Linked DNA regions of Capsicum annuum: region 2 is linked to region 1. A link is a contact called in public Hi-C data. All regions are on one chromosome and are shown on one strand. Each heading gives the region's core, a stretch centred on a gene start, on an enhancer-like site or on the middle of the called end of the contact. The rest is flanking DNA. Distances are from core to core; before and after follow the strand shown. Region 1 holds the start of LOC107848174 (pentatricopeptide repeat-containing protein At1g59720, chloroplastic/mitochondrial). Region 2 has its middle 25 kb from the start of LOC107848173.

Region 1 (4,551 bases), core at 256-2,755:
TATCGGTCATCAATTTCCTAATCATTCCAGCCTCGTCCCATCGGTTAGCAGTTGCATATACTCTTGACAGAAGAACATAAACTCCGCTAGTATCACTACCTTCCAACTCAATTACTTTCCCAGCCACTTCTTCACTGAACTCTATGTCAGCATTTTTCTTGCAGCAACCATCAAGAAGACTCCTCCATATTGCTGCATCAGGTTTCATTGGCATGTTTGACACAACATCAAGAGCTTTATCAATATGCCCCGCACGTGCCAGAAGGTCAACTAGGCAACCATAATGCTCTAAGACAGGCCTAATCTTATACTCGGAAAACATTTTATCAAAATATCTACGACCCTCATCGACCAAGCCCCTATGATTACAAGAACTCAATACACCAACAAATGTGATCGAATCAGGCATTACTCTTTTACTAACCATTTGGTTAAAACAACGAAACACTCGATCAACATCCCCGTGCATTGCAAATCCTAATATCATTGAGTTCCAAGAATTCAAATCACGTCTACTCATCTTCTCGAAAACCTGAACAGCTATATCCAACGAACCACATTTACAATACATATTAATCAAACAATTATTCACAAGCAAATCAAAATCCAAATAGCTCTCATACTTCTGCAAAAGATAAGCATGAGCCCACATCCCTAACGACAACGCACCCAACCCCGCACAAGCATCAAGAACACTCTGCATCGTATACCCATCAGGCTCAAACACCTTCTGCATCTCCTCAAACATTCTCAACGCATTTTCAAACTCACCCGACTTAACCAAACCGTCAATCATAACATTCCACGAAACCAAACTTCTCTCAGGCATTTTAGCAAACACCTTCCGCGCATCCTTCAAACACCCACAACTCGAATAAAAATGAACCAAACTGTTATTCACATACACATCCGAACCAAACCCAAGTTTCAAAGCAACCCCATGTGCCTGTTTCCCTTCTGAAAGCGCGAAAAGATAAGCGCAAGCCTTAAGCACAAACGGGAAAGTATGCTTATCAGGCTCAAGATTCTTGACCATTTGATGAAAAATCAGAAACGCTTCACTTTTACGATCATTACTATATGCACATGCTTTAATAACAGTGTTCCATACAAACGAATTCGGGTTTTGTAAATGACCAAAGAGTTTAAAAGTATAATCAAGATCATTCAACGAGGCGTAATGGAGAATTCTGCTGTAGAGGAAAAGTGTGTCGGGGTGGTCTAGTGAAGTTGTTGTACGAAGAGTATAGGCGTGTACTTGTTTGAGCTGAGAAATGGAAGTGCATTGTGTTAAGATTTGGAGGATATGGTGTCGATGTTCACTAGTGTTGTTGGGGAGAGTTGTTGTTGGTCTTGGCGGTGTAGTTGATAGAATCATCTTTTTTCCTAGGTGCCACGTGAGAGTGAGTGCTTAAATTGCCCAATGAACTATTATTCTTTTTATTTTTAGTTGTTTTGGGTATCACCGATATTTCTGTGTGCTTCGTATATCACATTATTTTATTATCATACTGATCTTTCCTTTGTATGTTGTATATTGCGCTTCACTCCGTGTTAATTTGTTATTGTTATTATTCTTATTTTTGTATTCTCTTTTCCAAATTGGTTGAATATGTTTTATTTGAAAGGTCTATCAAAATCGACGTCTCTATTTCAATGGGATAAAGGTAATGTGTACACTCTTGTAGCACTGTGGGTGGTTAAGGTTGCCTTTCGTCCTTGAGTCTAAATTTGAGAATTTTTATTATAACACTGTACTTCGTCGGTTTGCTTTGTTAATTTTTTGTTCTGTATTATGAATGATTGGTGTCATTTGGGCCTCTTTGGCCTCGATTTGTCACAAGTTGTGTTATTTGGTTGGGTGTTTTTCAGTTTGCTCAATCAAGTGAGGCATTGGGTGCCAATCGCACCTCTTGGGGTTTGGAGCGTGACAACTCTACCATTCAACACTTACGCAAATACATGGGATATGTTATTGTTATACAATTAAAATTTCTCGAAACATGTGAGACTTTTTCAAATGGCTGAGCATATCGGATAAGGGTTTAAGTTGTGCTGGAGGATAAGTGGAAACATTATTAATAGCAGAAAAATTATGTTTCAGAAACTCCTCCAAAGAATTACCAGTGACAGCATAAGTGGAAACAAATATTTGAGTGAATAGGTTAGTAGCTCCTTAAATAATCCTCATTTTGTGTTTTCATTATTTAAATTAACCCCTTCGATTGTTCTTAGCTCTTATGTTAGGTGGACTCTTTTCTTTTCTCTATTTTATTTTCTTATCTTTCAGTTCAGCTAGTGTATTAACATATTCAGACTTGTATAAAATTGTAGAAGTTCTTATGTCTATGACATCATATTTTGAGATGTTTCAAAACAGTTGGAGAGGTTGAGCTTCTTCGTTTCCTTCTGGGCAAATCATTGTTACAGAGTTTTCTTACATTATATTCAAATTCATTTTTCTCCTTTGAATTGACGATATAGCTATTTTAGTTGGATTTATCAGTTGAAGCAGGAGATAATATACCTTTATATTTTTGATTAAACTTTGATTCAAAGTATCGTTTCATCTCAATTGAAAAAGCAAATAACATTTCAAGAACAAATCTAATTTTGCTTCCGTGTTGCTTTTGTATTATTTTTTCCTTTTACTCTTCTTTGTGTTTGATTCTGTGTTGATTTTTTGACCTTTTTCACATGTGCCTTTTAAAAATTTATCCCATACATTTTTTTTTTATATATTCAATCAGATTTTTTAAAACATAAATTTAAAAGAGTTGTAGTAATGGAGTTACAAGAACACTACCCAACAAAATAATGATAATTAAATAATTAAGGAGTTCTTTTAACTAATTCTCTCAAAAAGTATATGTGAATGCCCAAATAAACGTTTTTGCTACTCCCTCCGTTTAAAAAAGAATGACCTACTTTGACTTGGTACAATGTTTAAGTAAATAAAGAAAACTTTTGAATCTTGTGGCCTTAAATTAAAGTTGTGTCAAATGTACCAAAATGTCCTTCAATCGTGTGGTCTTAAATATGCCATGTGGAAAATAGAAATTAAAGTATTGACAAAAAAGGAAAGGGGTCATTCTTTTTGAAACGGACTAAAAAGAAAAGTAGGTCATTCTTTTTGAAACGGAGGGAGTATTAAAGAATGAGAAAAGAAATTTCAAGTGATGATAAAGGCTTGAATAGTCCTTCTCTCTTTGAGTTAGCTTTTGAGGTGTGAGTGTTAATGTATGTTAGAAATAAAGTAGGATAGATAAGTTCAATTAGCTACATTTTAGGATATATGGGTTAGTGTTTTACGCTAGCTATACTATCTCCCTATTTTTTTTTGCAGTTTGTTGTAAACAACCGTGTATATATTCAGTTATCCTACTCAATAGAAAATATACAAAATTCTCTCAATTATCTCATCCTGTAATATGGTACCGGAGCCTACCATGGAATCAAATTCTTCTCAACTTTCAGATTCCACCTCTACAATATCAACGACATTAACCATTCCAAGTCTTTTTGCTACTTTACCTCATGCTCAACTTTCTTTTTCCATAAAACTCAAACCAACAAACTACCTGACTTGAAAAACTCAATTTGTTCCTACCATCAAATGTTACAATCTATTCAATCATATTAATGGTACACCAACACCTCCGTTCGCCGTTATCAATGCCACAACAAATCAATCAAGACCAAATTTTGATTATCTAAAGTGGTTACAAGAAGGCCAACTCTTACTAAGTTGGATCCTATCATCTTTAACTTATGTGACTGGTTTAGATACTGCCTTTGAAGCTTGGACCGCTCTTTCAAATGCATTTGACAGAAGCAACAGTGCTAGAAGAGTCCAATTACATATCACCTTGCAAAACATGACTCTTAGTGACAAACAACTGGCTCAATTTCTTCGCGAAGCTAAAGCTTATCGTGGCTGCATGTCGATCTGTATCTGTTGATGAATTTAATGCCATTATTTTTCGCTTACTTTCCTTTAATTATCATCCTGTCATTGCAACGTTATCTGCAGAAAAGTTACAGGTATCATTTTCTGATCTTTCTGGTAGACTTCTGGCTCATGAGATCCTCTTGTAGAACTCTTATAAACCAGTATCTGTTGTTGCCAATGTTGCTCAACAACACACTTCATCTGCACGTCCATCTAATTAGAGCTTTCAGAAAAACAATAGTTGCAGAAATAATGGTGCATCCTCAACTGAAAACAAAAAATGGTTTCCTAATCCTTGTTAGATCTGTGGGCTCAACAATCATCAGGATAAGTGGTATCGCAAGTGTTATAATTGTGATAAATATCACAACCAATGCCACAAATGTTAATGCTTCTTCCAATGATTGGTTTCCTGACACTGTTGCTTTTCATCACATGACTCCTGATTTGTCTGCACTTGATATCTCAGAGGAGTACAAAGGGACTGACACGGTCACTATAGGCAATGGACATGATTTTTACATTAAAAACATTAGTCACACTACACTATCTTATAGTAATAATTAGTTTTATTTGAAAGATTTTTACATCTACCTGCC
Region 2 (4,499 bases), core at 225-2,724, 34 kb before region 1:
GTATATATCACTGCATATACACTGTTTATCAGCGTCGAGGACTGCTTATTTCCCCTTCACTTTCCATCATAAATCGTGTGATAATATGCAGCTACTGTTTTCCGTGTATACCAGCTTGTATACTTGTGCTATCCTATGTACATCAGTCCAATTTTGGAGGCTCGACACGGCGTTCGAATGCAAGGATATGGAAAGTCCCATTGGACTCATCCGGAAGAGTTCATGCAAAATAAAGAAAAGATAAGGATTAATAACGTGTACAAAGAAAGGGAGAATTCTTTAACTTCAGCAAACTCAGCATAATTAAATTCGGGAACATTGAACATTAATCAAGTCTAATCAATTTGTTCCAACCAAGCCAATTGCATTGATATTAAAAGATCCCGGTAGATTATAGTATCTCCACATGAACACTTCATACAGGATGTTAAATAACATACTTAAATCCATAAAAGAAGACAAAATAAATATGCTCGCACGCATGACATTTTCAGCTTCTAAAAAGAAGCAAAAGCAGGAAGAAAATAGCGGATTAACATGTTTTCACGATGCCAAATTCAAGAGGTCACTCGTACATCCAATTGATATTTTTTAAAAATGCATATTGACACCAATCAGTTTAAAACATTTAGGAAGAAGCTCTTCTCATACTAATACAATCAAAGAGACATCACTTTCTAGTTGAGGATATAAAGAAAATGAAGGTGACAAAATTAATTTCATGCTAAATGAAGGATACGTATGATAAGACCAATTAATTTACTGAAAAAATTTGCAATAAGCTTAAACAAAGTGATAATCTTTATCCTTGTATAACGTATTAATGGTAGAGATAAGGACTAATTTTAGAAAGAAAAAAATGATAATGAAAAGAATTTCACATAAACCACTCAAATATGAAGGTCTGGTTCACTGTCCTTCACTACTGGATCACTGTTTATTCAAATTCACTTCAAATAGATCAAGATATGACGAACAAGAGACGATCTAACTTCTTACCACTATTAGACTCTTCAAGAGAAAAAATATGGACTTCAAGTCCAAATTTTGAAACTATTTTTTGAGAAATTGAAGTCCACAGTGAGACAAAACAAAAAGCTGTTGAGAATTAATTTCTTTACCTGATAAAGTTAATCAATCACTGAGAGAGATGAAAACCATTTATTTTTTTCCATGGACGGCTGAATGGCGGGCAAAAATGGTAATTGGGTATCTGGGATTTTGCTGTTGCTGGTTATCGTTACTTGCTGGGTGTAGTTGCGTTGATATTGAACGCTGTAAACGATGTTGTTGAGTGGGTTTTACTGTTGCGTTATTTTGTGGAGTTTTTTATTCGCCGATGTCGGCTGTTATTGATGCGTTTGTACGGTGGTGGTTGTTGGAGCGTTAATTGCTGAGGTTGGAGTTATTTGGAAGCTGTTAAGGGAGAAAAGGATGGGCCGGGTCGGTTTGTTGTTATTTGGTGGGCTGGTAAGCTGGGAGAAAAGCCAATGCGTTTGTATGCATTGGGCTGCTGAATGTTATGGGCTGATGGAAAGGGCTGGCCCAATTTAAAAAGAAGGAGAGGTTATTTTATGTTAATGAAACAATCCTAATTGAGTAAATTCGAATAAAGTCAAGACGAAATTTCTTTTAATTAATTTAACAAATTTCTCGAATTTAATAATTTTAAAATAAATATTTAATGGAATACTGTTTTATTTTATTTCTCTTTTTTTCAATATGTCACACCCTTTTTTCACTCAAAAGATCGAGTCGAAGGATTTTTCCAGTGACGATTTTGAATAGAAATTATTTTATTTACAGAGTCGTCACTTGGAATTGAGTTATGATTTTTCAAGTCACCTTATTGAATCACTAATCAAAAGGGAATGACTCTTTATTGGTCTACGAAAACAGAAGATCGGGTAAGAAATTCTGTTGATCGAGGGGAAGGTGTGAGGCATCCCTCGAGTCCCATGGTTCTAGTACGGTCGCTTTTATTGACTTATCTTGATTTTAATAAATTATGTTAAGGCTTAAAATTGCTCATTTTATTTATTCTAAAATTTATCTATTATCTTATATTAAATAAATCGGTGAAAAGTTAATTTTAGAAAAATATTTGTCAAGGTGCATTATTGCATCCTTGAATTTTAAAATGTCTCAAAAAGATGTGTATGCCGCATTCTTAAGTGAGATGAATATTTTAAAACGCGTCTAAAATTTATCTAAATTCTTGATAATAAATTAAAGCGAAATTCATTTAACATAATTAATTAAATCAATAAATAATTATTAAATTCTATTAATAAAATAATAAAATATAAAAAATCTACCTATATTACGCTAAATTTAATATTACCTCCAAAATTTAATCTCTTTCAATTAAAAAAACTCAAATTATATATCATAAGACAAATCACACACGAAAATTTTTGAAATAAATAATAAATTTTATTAGTATCAAATTTATTCATACTTCATTTTTCACTAATTATTAAATAAAAATAATTTATATTATACTCAAATATGGAGACTTGGGTATTTTTTTTTTCAAAAAGAAATATAAAATCCCTTTTCCTCTCAGATACGTATTCAATAATAAGTTTTCTAGTTCCCTCTTCTTTTTACATCTATGGCAGCAGTAGAGGATGCCGGAGTAACGACGGGAAAGGGAGAAGGGAGGGGATCGACGGGTCGCCGGAAAATTGGGGATAGGACCAGTTGTATGCTACTGGTGGTGTCGCTTGACGCCGGATATGCGGAAAGGAAAGGAAAAAGAGTAGCGGCAGTCTACCGGCAGCGTTTTACCGGCGAACTACCACGGAAATTGATCTAAAAGGGTCAGATCTGAGCCATTTTTAGCCCAGGGTGGTGTGGGGTGGAAACCAGCGATTTTGACGGTGGTTTGGTCGATTTTCGATCAGTTTTCGGTGAGTTTCTCACCAAAAAATTCAGAAACTATGAATCTTATTCTTTTTCGATCACTTTTTCTCAATCTCTCTTCTTTTCGTCTTTTCTCTCCTCTCATTGGTTTCTCCTTGTTTTTACTATTTTTCATTCGATTATGAGTGTTGGTCGGAACTGTTGGTGGCGATATATTTCTGGCGGATCTGAATGGATTTAGAGACTGCTGGACATTTTTTCGGCGAATTTTTGATGGAAATTTATCGGAAAAAGGATGAGACGAATTTTTTTAGTAGTTAACCACTGGGTTTGTATTTTCGGGGAGAAAAATTAAACGACTTTCGATGGAAATCGTTTCTTCTACTTATTTCTTTCATTAATTTTTATATACGTGTGCGTGTGTAACAGTGCATATTTGTGTGTGTTGTGTTGTGAAGGTGTACTTCAAAGAGAAAAATACAGTGTAAATAGTGGGTGTTAGGGGCGTTCATGGTTTGGTTAAAAATCAAACCGAACCGCGAACCAAATCAAATCGATTAAAAATATCGACATTTGGTTTGGGTTGATTTTAAATTTTAAAAATCGATACTTATGTGGTTTGGTTTTGATTTTACTCTAAAATAACCGATAAAATAACCAAACCGAACCAATATATATATATATATATATATATATATATATATAAATTATTTATATATTATTATGAATAAAAAATAAATATTTGTTACAATTTGAAGTTTAATCATGAATTTAACTTTAGCCGTAACACTTTTAGTCATATGTCTCCATCTAGTTGACAGTACGTTATGAGATTCTAAATGATTTTCACTTCTAAATGATTTTCACACTTTGAATAACAAATGATACTAATTGTGAAAATTATCTTGTTATCTAGGAAATTTTACAAGTGAATTTAATTAGATTATAAATAATCACTAATTTTGAACTTTCTTTTTTCGGTTCCTATTGAGCAAAAAAAATTATGTGTTTACCTTTTGGGAAGTTTATTATATCGTTCTCTTATATGTAGTTTCTAAATAATTTTTGTAGAAGCATTCATACGGTGTTGTTCGTGGCTTTGCCTAAGTATAACACTAAATTGATATCTTAGTTTCAAGATTAGGGCACAACACTATGTTTGATTGGATTTGATTTTTTAAAATTTCAACTTTATCATTAGTTAAAGTTATAAACCGAAAAAACTAAATCAAACCGAACTAAACCGACAAGACTCAAACCGACGGTTATTTTCTTATGTTGGCTTGGTTTTTAAAATTTAAAAATCGACTAAGTTGGTTTGACTATAATTTTGACCAATAACCGACCCATGAACACCCCTGTGGGTGTAGTGTATTTGTTAGTGATCATTTTTCATTATATTTTTATTGGTATATTTTTCCTCACCGTCTGTATGCATATTCTTCATCTGTGTGTTCTCACAGATGTGTGAATACAATTTTCTTTTTATGTACAACTATGAATATTCAATAATTTAATTTACGTAATATGTAACAATAATAATTCATACAGTTAAGCAATTTCACATATTAAATAATGTAATGAAATTACTTGAATATTTTTATTCATGCTTTTCTACAGTAGGTTTATAA

What was found. Hi-C and Micro-C count contacts between places; a contact is called where the count stands out from the background.
Region 2: a Hi-C map of placenta shows a contact between it and region 1, with 2.2 times the contacts expected there. The contact joins the enhancer-like site here to the promoter of LOC107848174 in region 1. A contact is called at or near these places in 2 of 5 Hi-C or Micro-C datasets (leaf and placenta).

Annotation. Positions count from the first base shown.
Region 1 is chr11:32,252,052-32,256,602 of UCD10Xv1.1, reverse strand. It overlaps LOC107848174 (pentatricopeptide repeat-containing protein At1g59720, chloroplastic/mitochondrial), which reads right to left and starts at 1,505. Exons shown (of 1, transcript XM_016692874.2): 1 at 1-1,505. The coding sequence starts at 1,378.
Region 2 is chr11:32,286,021-32,290,519 of UCD10Xv1.1, reverse strand. No RefSeq gene overlaps it. Among protein-coding and RNA genes, the nearest start is that of LOC107848173, 25 kb to the right of the region's middle. Within about 2 kb of position 1,474, at least 5 of the 5 cell types and tissues checked have an H3K27ac peak or open chromatin away from gene starts, as enhancers often do. A contact at or near this core is called in leaf, where this site is marked.